Regions from separate parts of the Eptesicus fuscus genome. Here region 2 is linked to region 1. The links are chromatin contacts, called in public Hi-C maps. All regions are on one chromosome and are shown on one strand. Each heading gives the region's core, a stretch centred on a gene start, on an enhancer-like site or on the middle of the called end of the contact. The rest is flanking DNA. Distances are from core to core; before and after follow the strand shown. Region 1 holds the start of CLK3 (CDC like kinase 3). Region 2 holds the start of UBL7 (ubiquitin like 7).

Evidence for each region. A called contact is a pair of places that touch in the nucleus more often than the background predicts.
Region 2: a Hi-C map of liver shows a contact between it and region 1, with 4 times the contacts expected there. The contact joins the promoter of UBL7 here to the promoter of CLK3 in region 1. A contact is called at or near these places in 2 of 2 Hi-C or Micro-C datasets (liver and muscle).

Annotation. Positions count from the first base shown.
Region 1 is chr5:107,120,500-107,127,626 of DD_ASM_mEF_20220401, forward strand. It overlaps CLK3 (CDC like kinase 3), which reads right to left and starts at 5,363. Exons shown (of 13, transcript XM_008157065.3): 1 at 5,234-5,363; 2 at 1,400-1,551; 3 at 519-735. The coding sequence starts at 1,551.
Region 2 is chr5:107,308,270-107,315,190 of DD_ASM_mEF_20220401, forward strand. UBL7 (ubiquitin like 7) reads left to right here and starts at 3,167. Exons shown (of 11, transcript XM_008157068.3): 1 at 3,167-3,255; 2 at 4,578-4,790. The coding sequence starts at 4,607.

The DNA of each region.
Region 1 (7,127 bases), core at 4,113-6,612:
TCCCGGCCGGAGCTGATAAGAAGACCCTCCCCTACCCGTAGGCACTCCAGCCTCCAGGCTTTTGGGGAGGGGTGTGGAAGTGAGACTGCAGATGTGGGTACCATCCACACCAGTCAGAGCACTGAGCTATGTGTGGAGGCAATCTCTCAGTGGGAAGGACCAGGCCATACAGCTCCAGACCACACACCAGCAATCCTGTTAGGGTCCCTAAGAGGTATCCCTGGCCACTTGCACCTAAGCAGCCTGAACCTGGGGCAATGTGGAGACAAGACAGGCCAGGAGCCTGCCAGCGCCGCAACCAGAGCCCCTACAGCTGACACTGCCAATGGGCCAGAAGAGAAGCCAGCCCTCTGCTCAGCCCTGTACCTGAACCAGACGACACACACAAACACGCACGCACACACACCAAATGCACGTGTGCAGGGCCAGCAGTACTCACCCAGACCAGCCAACCTGAGAAAGGCTACGAACAGATGAGGCCTTAAAGCCCCAGCAAGCACACTCTGGCCACCACTCACCGAGGAGGCACTGCTACAAGACCTGGTGCGGCGTTTGTGGCAATGGTGGGCATGTTTGCGAGTCCGGTACGGCTCTCTGTCCCGGGACCGTCGACGATGATGGGAACGTGAAGATCCATAGTAGTCCTCTCCGAAAGATGGGCTCCGCTCTTCACATCGGTAGGTGTCGCTATCACGGCGCTCCCGGTACCGCCTCTGGTAGGGTAAGCGGTCATGGCTGCCAAGAGGTCATGGGGACACTGGTCAGACAGGGCCCTTCCTCCCACCAGCCAGGTTCCTGCTGTAAGGCCAGAGGAACGTGGTGAGACTCTGCAAAAGATCCATCCGAGCAGCCTGCTGGGCAGCGGCCGTGAGGCCGAGGGAAGGGGGGAGGGGAGGCACATGTCCAGGAAGTCCAGCCTCCAGAACCTCAGCTACTGAGGGCATCCCTGCGGCGGCACAGGGGGCGGCGCGGGGAGTGGTCCCAGGGGAGGGCCTCCAAGCGCTCCAAGGCCTCGAACTCCCTGTGGCCGGCTGAGGCTATCATTTCGGTCTGGGAGTGAGACAGGACTAGGGGCCAACCTCTAGTTGTTTCTAATCCCCACGGAGGGAGGCTCCGAGGTTAGCAGGGGAAACGCTGGCCTCGCCTGGAAAACGGAGTGTGAGCCAGGCAAAGAAGACTCCAGGACAGAGAAAGAAGGGGCAGCAGGAATGGAAGCAAACACTGAGGCCAGGGAATGCAGCTGAAACCAGGGAGGAATCCAGAGGACAGGCAGTGATCTAGGTGCGGCCGAGCAGAGGCAGCAGCCACTTGAAGGAGCCCAGGGCTGCCACAGGCCTCCACGGTCTCCCAGGCCCAGATGAGGGAAGGAGCCCTTCCTTCTGACCCAGTTCCCTCTCACCTTCTGGACCGAGATCTCCGAGGTGGAGGCTCCCTTCGAGATGGGTATCGCAGTCTCCCTTCGTGCTCCCGACTGTAAGACCTCCTTCTCTTCCATCGGTAGCTCAGGTACGGGTCTGGCTCAGGGGAGCGGTATCGCTTACAGTGATGCATCTAGGCCACAAGAAAGGGCAGCCCTGCTAAACATGCAGCCAGCCTCCGGGTTGCCGGAGCAGCCAGGCCTCCGGGAGAAGAGGCCCATTGTTCCATCTGAGGCAGCCCCTCCGGGGTATGAAGTGAAAAAGAACTCTGAGGTCACAGTGGTCGAAGAGCAGACAATAGGTAACACCCTTCCCTGCCAATGAACAAACAAGAAGCTGCCGCCCAGCACAGCAGCCCTGATTGGCCTGATGGCCTGAGCACTTGGGGAACCGGTGAGCCAGGACAGGTGCCGAGATGGAACACAGGGAGGGGCTGGGAAGCACCATCACCAGAGGTGGGAGGAAGGGAAGCCTCCTATGCTCAATTCCCTCTTGCCCGTCCGTGGGGCCCTAGGAAGCACCTGCTCTGTCAAGCCAGAGGCAGGTGGCTGTTGGCAGGCTGCCAACACATAGGAGCCAAGGATGAAAGTGCTCAAGTTCAACAGCCCAGTTGCCCGTGGAGGCCCTGAACTGGACCCCCCTCAAAGAAGCAAGGACCACCAGTTGTATGAGGAGCTCCAGGCAGACACAAGAAGAGCGGCTCCTAGAGAAGGTGGACAAGGGCCTCAAACGTTCCCTGGCCCACCCGCGGGCCTGGCCCAGCAGACACAGTGGTCTGGCCAGTCCTGGCTGCTCCACACTCGGGGTCCGCACCAGTAAAGATGCTGGGACAGAGCACCCAAGTGTTTCGCCCGACACCTACTCAGCTCCATCCAGACACCCTCAGTGCCACGCTGGGCAGTACCTCACCTCTAGCCAACAGTACTTCTAGATTTTCTGCTCTAGAACTTTCCTCCTGTGCCCATCTCAGCTGATGTGCCCACGTCACTCTCCTTGATCAGCAAGGACCAATATCCACTACAGGAAATTGCCAGGCTGTAGCAGCCACCGGCGGAGAAAGATAGCTATGTGAGGCCAGCTCCTTGTTCCACCCACCCCAAAACCCTGACATTGCTTGCCTCCACGGGAAGGCTGGGCCAGAGACCATGGCCACCCTTACTCCCAACCCTTCACTTGGACACAGCCAACCTCCAATGGTGGTCAGTCTTAGGTTTGCCTGACCAAGCACGTTTTGGACAAACTCACTGAGACTGCCCCATCTCATGAGAAGTCTGTCAGGAAAAGAGCAAAATGGAATGCAGAGCAGTGAGGCAAATCTGACAAAACTCCTGGGAGCTTCTCTGTGATCCTAAGAAAGTCTCTGCCCTCAGTCACCCATGAGCAGGTTTCTTCCCCTGTCTACCTGGAAGTCCAGGTCCCAGCAATCCTCGGAGGTAAATACTTTGTAAAATTACCCACAGCTCCTCAAGTACTTAGAATGTTGTTCTGTTTTGATGATCAGCTGACTAATGTTTCACTGTTTTCCTGCAATTACCCTGGGTCAGGTGCCCAAGCTATGAAATGAAGGTGGAAGGCACCTCACATGTCCCCAAGTGACACAGATGCTCCTCCATGGCAAGGAAGATGCCCTGCCCATCCTCACGGGCAGACAAAGCACCAGAGCTGAAGGGCACGGTCTAGTCCACACCAGGCCAACACATGCTCACGTTAGAGGAGAGAGCACAGCTTCAGTGTCAGACAGATGTCAGTGTGAACCTTGGCAATGCCACTTTTAGATGTGTGCCTTTAAGGCAAGTTAGTAAGCTACTGGCCTTCCGCTTCCTCTCACAGCTAGGCCAGTGGTCGGCAAACTCATTAGTCAACAGAGCCAAATATCAACAGCACAACGATTGAAATTTCTTTTGAGAGCCAAATTTTTTAAGCTTAAACTTTTTCTAACGCCACTTCTTCAAAACAGACTCACCCAGGCCATGGTATTCTGTGGAAGAGCCACACTCAAGGGGCCAAAGAGCCGCAGTTTGCCGACCACGGAGCTAGGGTAATCCCTTCCAGGGTTCTGTGAGGATTACAGTATGTCATCCCTTTACTAAGATGCCTATCTTTTTAGGTCAAATGCCTAACCCAAGTCTGTGCCCACAAGAGGTACTGAAAGCAGTTCTTCATTAAGTTAAAAAGGTTCCAGGTAACCCAGCTGACATGGTTCAGTGGTTGAGCTTCAACCTACCAGGTCAGAGTTCAATTCCCAGTCAGGGCACATGCCTGGGTTGCGGGCTGAATCCCCCGGGGGGTGTGTGTGTGTGTGTGTGTGTGTGTGTGTGTGTGCAGGAGGCAGCCGATCAATGATCCTCATCATTGATGTTTCTCTCTCCCCCCCCCCTCCTTCTTCCTTCCTCTCTGAAATAAAAATATTTTTTTAAAAAGATTCCAGGTAACACCTAAGTCTGTGTTAAATGCCTTAAGGGCATTTTTAAAGTATCTTCCAAGGGACCATGGGGGGCGGGGAGCTCTGGGTAGAAAACCCTACAGTGCTGGCCTCCTGACCAAGCCACCCTAGCTCTTGGTTACCATTTACTATGCCTGGAAAATACAGATAACATCTCCCAGCCAACTTGGCAAAAGCGATGACAAGCTATAAAGTACTTCACACAGGCAATCACAGGGGAAATAACCTCTCCTTCAGTACGTTCTGGCAGGTAAGTACTGGGTCTATCTAGTGCCCCTCATTCTATTCCCAGCCAGGGCTCCAGGGCCATTTCTCTTCAATTATCACTCCCTGAAACGCCAGCAAACAGGTTATTTAAGGAAGCCAAGGGCCACAATCATACTCAGTAAGGCTCTGCTCTACACGGTGAAGGAAGCCAGGCAGAGCGTGCCAGCTTCTCTGCGCAGACCCAGTAGGCTCCTCATTTGCTCTTCCTGGCCAGAACTGGGCTGACGGGAGCAGCCGGCCAGGCCAGCGGCTGCCCTCCGGATCCCGGCCACCGCAGGGCCCCGTGGTTATTTTTGGCTGACGCTGCTCCACCGCTGCAATTTCAAACCTGCCACCTTGCAAGCCGCCACCACCGAGTGAACACTCCTTTTCAAGGGCATGGACGGGGAAGCTGGAGGGCCGCCAGCTCCACCACGTCAGGGGCCTGGCTCAGGCAATTCCCACCCGGCTCCACACCGAGCACCCGCACCCGGAACTCCAGAGCTCCGGCCGGGGCGGCCCGGGCACGGGCACTGTCAGCTGGGCCGAGCCCCTCCCCCGGGCTGGCGCGGCTCCATCAACACAATGAAACACGCGGAGCCTGTGGCCCTCGCTCGCGGCCCTTCCTGCCGCGCCGGGTCCCGGAGATCTCCAAGCCTCGTCCCCCGTAACCGCCGCCCACGGCGGCGAGGCAAAGACCGGGCGGGGCGGGCGGAGGAACGCCAGCCTGGGTCGGGATCAAACTCCAGGCCGCGCGGGGAGGCGAGTGCGGACGAGCCTGGAGCCGGGGCAGGGGCGGGACCTGAGGGCCCCTCCGGGTGGGTCTAGGCAGCACCCGACCCCATTCCGCAGACAGCTGCAGGGCCCGACCGGAATCCCTTCAGCGGCCTCAGGGCCGCTCGGGCTCGGACGCCGACACCGCGGACTCGAGAGGTCGGGGTCTCCGGTGACCGCCCCCCGGGGGAAGAGCGGCGGGTCAGGGGTGAGAGGTCGGGGACCCGGGGCGTCGGGACCCGGGCCCGCGGTGGCCAAGTTGAAGACGGAGCAGGCCGACACCAGCTCGGGAACCCAGGGACCCGCATCCGGCGAGCCCATCGGGCCGCGATGGGTCAGGGACCACACTTACCGTCTCCTGGGCTCCGGCGGCGACTAGGCCCCACTTCCCGCTCCCAGCACCTCTTCCGCTTCCGGCCGCAGCCTCCGCCCGCGGCGGCCCCGCCCCTCGCGTGACGCAGCTGCCGCCGGCCCGGCTGCTCTAGCTCCCGACTCGAAGGCTCTGGAGGACCCGCCCGCCCCGCCCCGGTCCGCGCCGAGTCGGTGGATTCTGGTTCCGGGAAAGCCTCGGGGCGCCCCCGGCCCGCCCCCGGCCGTGTCGCGACGCACGTAGGCTTCCGGGCCAGCGGGCGCCCGGAGCCCAAAGACGGAGCCGCGCCTCGGCCCCAGGGCTCAGCCGGCTCGGCCGCCCGGCCCCGACGGCGCCCGCCCACCTGGCGCGCAGGGGGGCATTGTTACGCCGTCGCCTGCGGAGACCCGGCGACCCCCGAGGGCGGGAAGGCCGTCGTGACTCGCGCTTAATGAAGGAAGAAACGAGGCCGCCTTCTCTGGGCGGTGGGGCGGAGGCAGCACGCCCCGGGCCGCGGGCCCGCCGAGCCGTGTGCGGGACCGCCGGCGAGGGAGGCCCGGGAGCGACGCATCAGGTTCGGGCCTTGTTTCTCAGGCCCGGACCCCGCACCCCGCGGTCAGGCTCCCTGGCCATTTCCCCTCCGAGTCACTCGACGACCCCGGAGCAGCCAAACCCTCGCACCCCCCGCCCCGCGCTGGGTCGGGGCGGGGTCACGAGGCCCCGTTTCCCCGAGTAGAACCCTAGGTCGGGCCCTCGGGAGACCGCGGCTGGTGAGCGCGCACTCCCCCCGCCCCCGCAGCGCGGACCCGCCGAGCGGACCGGAGGGTCTCCCGATCGCTCCCACGCCAGGCCCGGCGCCGAGGGTTCCCCGGCCCCCGCGGGCGCCGTCCGAGGGGGCCATCCCCTCCCGAGCTGCGGAGGTCCCTCGAGGCCTAGGTCTCTGGCCCCCCTTACACGGCCCTGACGGCGTGCCCAGCTCTCAGCCAGCTCCGCCGCCTTCAGCCGAAGCGCAGCACAAACGGGATGCGTTGAGGCATCCTCAAGATCGGTTCCTAGTCCCCTGCCAACCAAATGCACCCCCCGCCCCAATATAGAGGTTCTGGGGCCTTTTCAAGTGTCAGAGACGACCAGCCCGAGTGTCCCCGCCCCTAGATCCCACCCCTGAGCTTGGCCTGCGGTCTCGTCCTTGCCACCCGAGTTTCATTATTTCTACCATTGAGACGAGGTTGGGGGGACTGGTGTCCCCTCCTCCCACCGCTGAGTGTTGCCGCGGTTTCCATGGCTCCTGGAAGCCAGGGCCGGGTAGGTAGCTGAGAGCAGGGGCTCCTGTCCTGGGTGCTAGGTTCTAAGGGGTAAGTCGGGCCCGCCTTCCTACCAGCTCTCCCACCATCCACCATCGAGAACCCAGAAGTCCTTGACTCCTAGTAACAAAACAGCTCTTTTTCTTAAGCAGAATAGGAGCCATCTCCCTCGCCAAAGCCTGCAGTCCAGCTGCTGTTACGCCTGAGATTCTACCACTTAGGACTTTTCATTCCTAAAAGAAAGCCTCAGAAGAGACCTGGTATCCTGGATTGACGCTAGTGCCAGGCCTGCAGGGCCAGGTGCAGAGCTGGGATGGAAAGGGGGTCTCCATGGGGCCAGCTGAGACCCCTGCCCAGGCTCACTACACAACCTTACTGCAGGAGTGGCTGCTGGAGCTCACCCGGAGTGGGTCAAGCAGCTGGCAGGGTCAGCCCCCTAGGAAACCCAGGGCACCAACTGAGCCAGGCTGTGCCCACCTGTGCCAGGGGCAGAGATGCAGGGGAGCCTGGGCACTGCCCTTTGGGGGATTCCAAAGTTGGGTAGAACACCATAGTAAAGAGAATAGCCAAGAGGGACAGATTAGAGCAGGGCCTCC
Region 2 (6,921 bases), core at 1,917-4,416, 190 kb after region 1:
AAGGCATTTTGGGGAGCCAGAGGAGACCTAGCTTCAGTAACCAAGTTCTCTGGACCCCTGGCTTTTTATTCACACAAATTTCCCTAAAGCAAAGCAGATATACATATCAATGGTAAAGTTTTGGTAAACACTAGAATTATCAGGTTGGGAGAACTGCCCTCAGCTGTTTGGCAGCAGGCAATCAGATGTATCTTCAGGTTTGGAGAAATGCTTTCAGCTATTCCAGCAGCAGGTAATATGATTCAGCCCTGCTGAAGCCTCAAGGTTCACCAACCTTTTGATGAACTTCTTGCATTTAAGACCTGCTGGAATTAGCCCCCAGCAGTTGGGGACCTTAATATTCCATTGACAGCTGTAGATACGTCATCCAAACAGAAAATCAATAAAGGAATATTGGCCTTAAATGACACACTAGACCAAATGGGCATAATTGACATTTATAGAGCCTTTCATTCCAGTACATCAGGTTATACATTCTTCTCCAGTGCACATGAAACATACTCAAGGATAGACTATACCAGTGATGGGCAACCTTTTGAGCTCGGTGTGTCAAACTTCAACAAAAAAACTGAGCATAACTCTGGGTAGTGTGTCACTTCGAGGAAAAAACATTATTTCGCACATGTTTCATCCTCAGGAGCAGCAAATGTTTCATCCTCAGCATGCGGCTGCCTCAGCGGCCGCGTGTCATCAGAAATGGCTACGCGGCCGAAACCGGTTTGGCTCAGTGGATAGAGTGTCGGCCTGCGGACTCAGGGGTCCCGGGTTCGATTCCGGTCAAGGGCATTTACCTTGGTTGCGGGCACATGCCCAGTGGGGAGTGTGCAGGAGGCAGCTGGTCGATGTTTCTCTCTCATCGATGTTTCTAGCTCTCTATCCCTCTCTCTTCCTCTCTGTTAAAAACCAATAAAATATATTAAAAAAAAAAAGAAATGGCTACGCATGTCAGTGCTGACACGCGTGTCATAGGTTCGCCATCACTGGACTATACATTAGATCACAAAACTAGCCTCAAAAAATTCAAGAAGCTTAAGCTTATACCAAGCATATTCTCTCACCAGGATGCCTAGAAATTATAAATCAACTGCAAAAAGGAAGTAAAGAAACTCACAAATATGTGGAGTTAAACAACATACTACTAAAAAATGACTGCATCAAAGAATAAAAGGTGAGATCAAAAGATATAGAGAAATAAATGAGAATGACAATATGACATATCAAAACTTCTGGGATGCAGCAAACGCAGTAATAAGAGGGAAGTTTATATCATTACAAGCCTATCTCAAGAAGCAAGAGAAATCACAAGTAAACAACCTAACATTACATCTTAAAGTACTAGAAAAAGAACAAAAGCAACCCAAAGTCAGCAGAAGAAAGGAAATAAAACTGCAAATGTGCATTCTTATAATTTGTTTTCCATTAGTTACTGATTGGCCTGAGGGTTTAATGAATAGTTGTCCACCACTGTCTCACAGATGGTTAATGTATCAGTCTCCAAATGTGGACTGGCTGAAGGACAGGGTCCGGACACTTTTCTTCTTACCTCTTCTCTGGTCATCCATCTTTGTTTGGTGTCCAGGTTTCTAATTTTCTCTAGAATCTGTCCTTTGATTCTTAGCTCAAGTCCTATTGGGTAAATTGGCTCTCAAAGAACCTATTTGGCATAGGGTTATCCCTTTATTCATTTAGTCATTTATCATTACAATGTTTCTGAACATTGTAATGATTCAGAATTTAGGTTTACCTCCTCTCCTGGAAGCAAAAAGCTCTAGCAAGACAGCCACATTTGGTAGACAGTTTCAGTCTGAATTATTCATTCAACATGTATTTATTGCTCACCTACTATGTGCTAGGCCAAGGTCAACTACTGAAGATAAAGTGGAGTACAAGATAGTCATTGTCCATTCCCCTATGGAGATTATAATGAAATCAATAAAAACAAGACATTAATGAGCACCTAGTATCTCAGATCCACTTCGAGGAAGACAAAATGAAGCAGGGTCCCTGCTTTCTTCTGCAGGTAGTTAAGGCACAACACCGAACAAAATTTAACACCCAAATTACGGGGCTCAGGTGCAAGTGCCTTAGTAGATAGGAGAGGAAGGCAGGCCAGGTAGTTAGGATTTCTGAAAGGGAAAATATATCTAAAGGTGAGTAGGATAGGGAAGGGGGTACTTTGAGGACAGCCACGAGGAACCTGGACTTGAGTCTGAAGATGGAGACAGACATTGCAAAAATCTCCACTAGCCTGCTCAGTGGCTGCCCTAGTCCCAGGCTCTACACTGGGATGTCCCAAAATTGTACTTTCACATGCGGGCACTGGGCCCCGGGCCGCGTGGGCCGGCTTCTGTTGACAAGAGAGCTGGTCCCATGAGAGCGGTGGGGTCGTAGCCGAAGAGAATCAGCCTTTAGCTGCTATGACCTACCTCATTATTTTCTTATGTTCACCTTTTTTCTTTACTTGATTAGAGTTCAATTAGAAGTAGCCCTCCTCTTCAGCATTTTATCTAATCCTATCTTCTGTGCAAACATAATCCAATTCTAACTGGGGAGCTAAAATGTAGTTCATCCGTGCGGGTTCTGTGGAAATTCCTCTCCCCAATGGTTCTGTGAATGACCATTGCATAAGCCCAGCACGGCCCGCTGGGCGGACCTGAAACCCGACTTGGCAGCTCCCTTTAGGAACCCACCTTCCCGGCCGGCCGGGATGGGTAGGTTTGCCGCGAGGAGTTGTGGCAAGGAACACAAGACTCTGACTTCTCCGAGGGCCCCGACTTCAATGCGAGGATCGCAAAGAACCGTTGTGGGTTCTGGAGAAGCCGCTAGGGAAAGGTCCTCCTGGGCCGAGGGCAGGGGCGGAGGGGTCGGGGTCCGCCGTCCGGGCTAGGGCCCCGAGCCCGCGTCCCCTTCGGCAGCGCTGTAACCGCCCGGCGCGACCGCCCGACTCCGCACGCTCCCCGGCCGCCCCGGGCCGCCGGCTGTGCTCGCCGCCCGGGAACAGCGACCGGGAAGAGGAAGCAGCGGCGAAACCACCCAGAAACCCTGGCGCGGAGGACTTCCCGTCACCCAGAAGCCACGCCCTCCCGGAACCGGACGTTTGCCACCAGCACCACTTGTGGGTCTAGTAATAAGGGGCGGGTATCAGAGGAAACTGCAACTCCCAGCATGCAGCGCGGAGCTTCCGGCTTCCGGCGAGAGAACCGGAGCGAGTGTTTACACCGGCGGCGGTGCGGCCGGGTTCTTTCCGCGGGACGGGTGAGGGCGCTGGGCCGCGGGCCGCGCGGGCCCGGCTTGTGTTGGCAAGTTAGCTGGTCCCATGGGGGCGGTGGGGTCGTGGCCAGAGAGTGTCTTCCCCGCTGCCAGCCGCTGTGACCTTGTGCCAGTGAATTTCGGGGTCTTGGTTGCCTGGTCTGTAATAGGTGGACGAGAATGCCTGCCTCGGGGAGCGATTGTGAGGGTTAAATGAGCTTCTAGGGTGTGTGAAAAACCCATCCCCTCCCCTGTCAGGGCTCTGGAGATGGGAGGTACCTTGAGGATGGCTTCGGGCCTGTTGAGCAGCCTGCCAACCGCACAACCTTTTCTTTCCTCGTCCCTACTGGAGCCTTTTGAAGCAATAGTGATTACAACAAGGGCTCTTCTTGCCCTACAAGGTTATTCCACCCTCAGAATTTCTGATACCTTTTTTAGTACCTGTATGTGCCAGGCACTGGGACAGTAATGGCAGAAAAAATCGAATCTTTGCTTTCAAGGGCCTCCAAGAATGAGTTGGGGTGGTGTGAGATTGGAAAGTAAATAGATATTTATAACTCTGCCCTGAAAGAATGTGGGGACAGCAGAGGAAAGGGAGCGAGGATAGAAGAGGTGGTATTTGTGTTGGTCTTGGTAGGAGTTTGCTGTTTTGCTAAGAGGACAAAGAGAATAGGAATTACAAGCAGAGTTAACAGATGAGTGGGAGTGTAAAGTGGGGAGTTTTGTTTGAATGGAGACTTAGTGGGAGTCGGACAAGGTTCTGTGGCAGGAAGGCGGGCAGAGGGAATAGATATGAATGTTTTTGTATTGTAAGCCAGGCTGTGGAGTTTAGACTTATTCATAAAGGTGATTTAGAGTCATTGGAGGATTTCTAAGCAGAGGAGTAACTTGATCAGATCTGTGTTTTTAAATGTGTTGGGTGGCAGCATGGATGTTTGCTAGCAAGAGGCAAGAGTCAGAGAACTTGTTATAAAGCTCTTGTAATAGTTCAAGCAAGAGATGTGATGAAAATCAAAAATGAGGAGTGCACATAAGGGAGAGGGTTGGATGATCTCATTTGAACCTCACAATATTCCTATTAGGTGGGCTGGTGTTTTTATTCTACTTTAAAGATGGAGAAACTGAGGACTAGAGAGCTGAAGTTCCTTGCTGTCCATCATAGAAGGAGTAAAGAGCGGGACCCCAGATTCTAGTTCTGGTTTGATGCTGCATCCTGTGCTTTTCCAGCAGTGTCACTGAATTATCTCTCATTCAGCCTTTAGGTGGGGTGTGGGTGGAGTAGGGTGGTGATCTGTCCTTTAACCACTAAGGGCTCCTTTTCTTTACAGGGAGAAAGAGAGAGCGTGAAAGAGAGAGGATGTCTCTCTCAGATTGGCACCTGGCGGTGAAACTGGCTGACCAACCACTTGCCCCAAAGTCTATTCTTCGGTTGCCAGAGACAGAGCTGGGAGAATACTCACTGGGGGGCTATAGTATTTCATTTCTGAAGCAGCTTATTGCTGGCAAGCTCCAGGAGTCCGTTCCAGACCCTGAGCTGATTGGTGAGTCTCAGTGAACTAGGGATGGGCTGCTGCTTTGATCTCTTTTTTGGGGAGGATACTTCTGGAATTACAAGGATAAATTAAGAATTTGGGATTTGTTGCCTCATGATGTTAATACTTCAGAGAAGTGAGTTTTGGGTGAAAAGAAGCACAAATCAAATAATAAAACTAGCCCTGGCCAGTTTTGCTCAGTGGTTAGAATGTTGGCCTGGGGACTAAAGGGTCACAGGTTTGATTCCTGGTCAAAGGCACGTGCCTCAGTTGCAGGTTCAACCCCCAGCCCTGGTTGGGGCAAGGTGGGAGGCAACCAATTGATTTGACTCTCTCATGTGGATGTTTCTCTCTTTCTCTCTCACCCTCCTGCTTCCCTTCTACTCTGTCTAAAAATCAATGGGAAAAGTACTCGGGTAAGGATTTAAAAATAAGTAAAACTATTGGTTGCCATTTTAGTTGTGTTATTATACTGAACTACTTTATCACAAAGTTTTTAACCATGATGTTGAATTCTTTCTCTGAAAGAGCAAGAATTTGGGGTGGGATAGGGAAGGAGAAGATGGTCAGGGAAAGCCCTTTAGCATATGACATTTTGAGTTTGGTCCTAAGGAATTATGAAAAAGATTTTTGTTTGGTTGGTTAGTTAGAGGGAAAGCAGTGAAAAAGGAAAGGAAGATGGCAAGGCCATTCTAGGTGGAGGAAGAAGGAATTAAATATAACAACTAAATATCCTCTCTAATAAAATGGTAATATGGAAATTAACCATCACTCCGCTACATAAGCCACGCCCACCAGCCAAGCCATGCCCACCAGCCAATCAGGGCGAGTATGCAAATTAACCCCAATCCAAGATGGCTACAGCCACAGAGAGCAAGGTTTCCCAGGTAACAGAGTAAGCCAAGCTTTCCATAGCCGTTGCCAGGCCTAAGCCTCCACTCAAGCTACAAAGTTTCAATTATAGAAGGTAAACAAATTCAAACAAATGGCGGCAGAATGGAGCTTGAGAGAGCAGGCCAGGGTTGCAGCGGCAACAGGGGAAGCAAAGCTTTCCGCACACCCTGGCCGGGCTCACCCGCTTAAGGCTACAAAGTTTCAATTGTAGAAGATGAATTAACTGCCACAGAAATGGCTGCCAACCCGGAGGGAGCAGCAGGCTTGGCTCCGCTCCAGGCTACAAAGTTTCAATTGTAGAAGGAAAATAAATTCCAGATACCAGGGCCTCCCCTTGGGTTGCCAGGGGGCGTGGCCGGCCTGCAAACCACCACAGGCCCCTCGCTCAGGCCGCCCCACGCCCCAAGGGAACCCCACCCTGATCCGGGACACCCTTCAGGGCAAACCAGCTGGCCCCCACCCCTGTACCAGGCCTCTATCCTATCTAATAAAAGAGTAATATACAGATTGACCATCACTGCAACACACAATATAGCTGCCCCCATGTGGTCAAAGATCCTGCCCCCATGTGGACACAAGATGGCCACCACAAGATGGCCAGCAGGAGAGGGCAGTTGGGAGGCACCTGGCCTGCAAGGGAGGGCAGTTGTGAGGGACCAGGCCTGCAAGGGAGGGCAGTTGAGAGGGACCAGGCTTGCAAGGGAGGGCAGTTGGAGGTGATCAACCCTGCAGGGGAGGGCAGTTAGGGGTGACCAGGCCGGCAGAGGAGGGAAGTTGGGGGCAAACAGGCTGGCAGGGGAGCAGTTAAGCATCAACCAGGCTGGCAGCGGAGTGGTTAGGGGCTGATCAGGCTGGCAGGCAGAAGCGGTTAGGGGCAATCAGGAAGGCAGGCAGGCAAGCAGTTGGGAGCCAGCAGTCCAGGATTGTGAGAGGGATGTCCGACTGCCCGTTTAGGCCTGATCCCACCAGGACAGGGCAGTCGGACATCCCTCCAGGAGTCTCAGATTGGAGAGGGTACAGGCTGGGCTGAGGGACAACCCCCCACCGTGCACGAATTTCGTGCACCGGGCTTCTAGTAAAAATTTATAATAGCTAAGGGATCCAATGGGCAAAAAGTGTGTTTTTAGTCATAAAAACACTGGATTCAGCCCAGCCAGTGTCGATCAGTGGTTGAGGGTTGATCCATGAACCAAGAGGTCACAGTTCGCTTCCCGGTCAGGGCACAGGCTTGGGTTGCAGCCAGGCT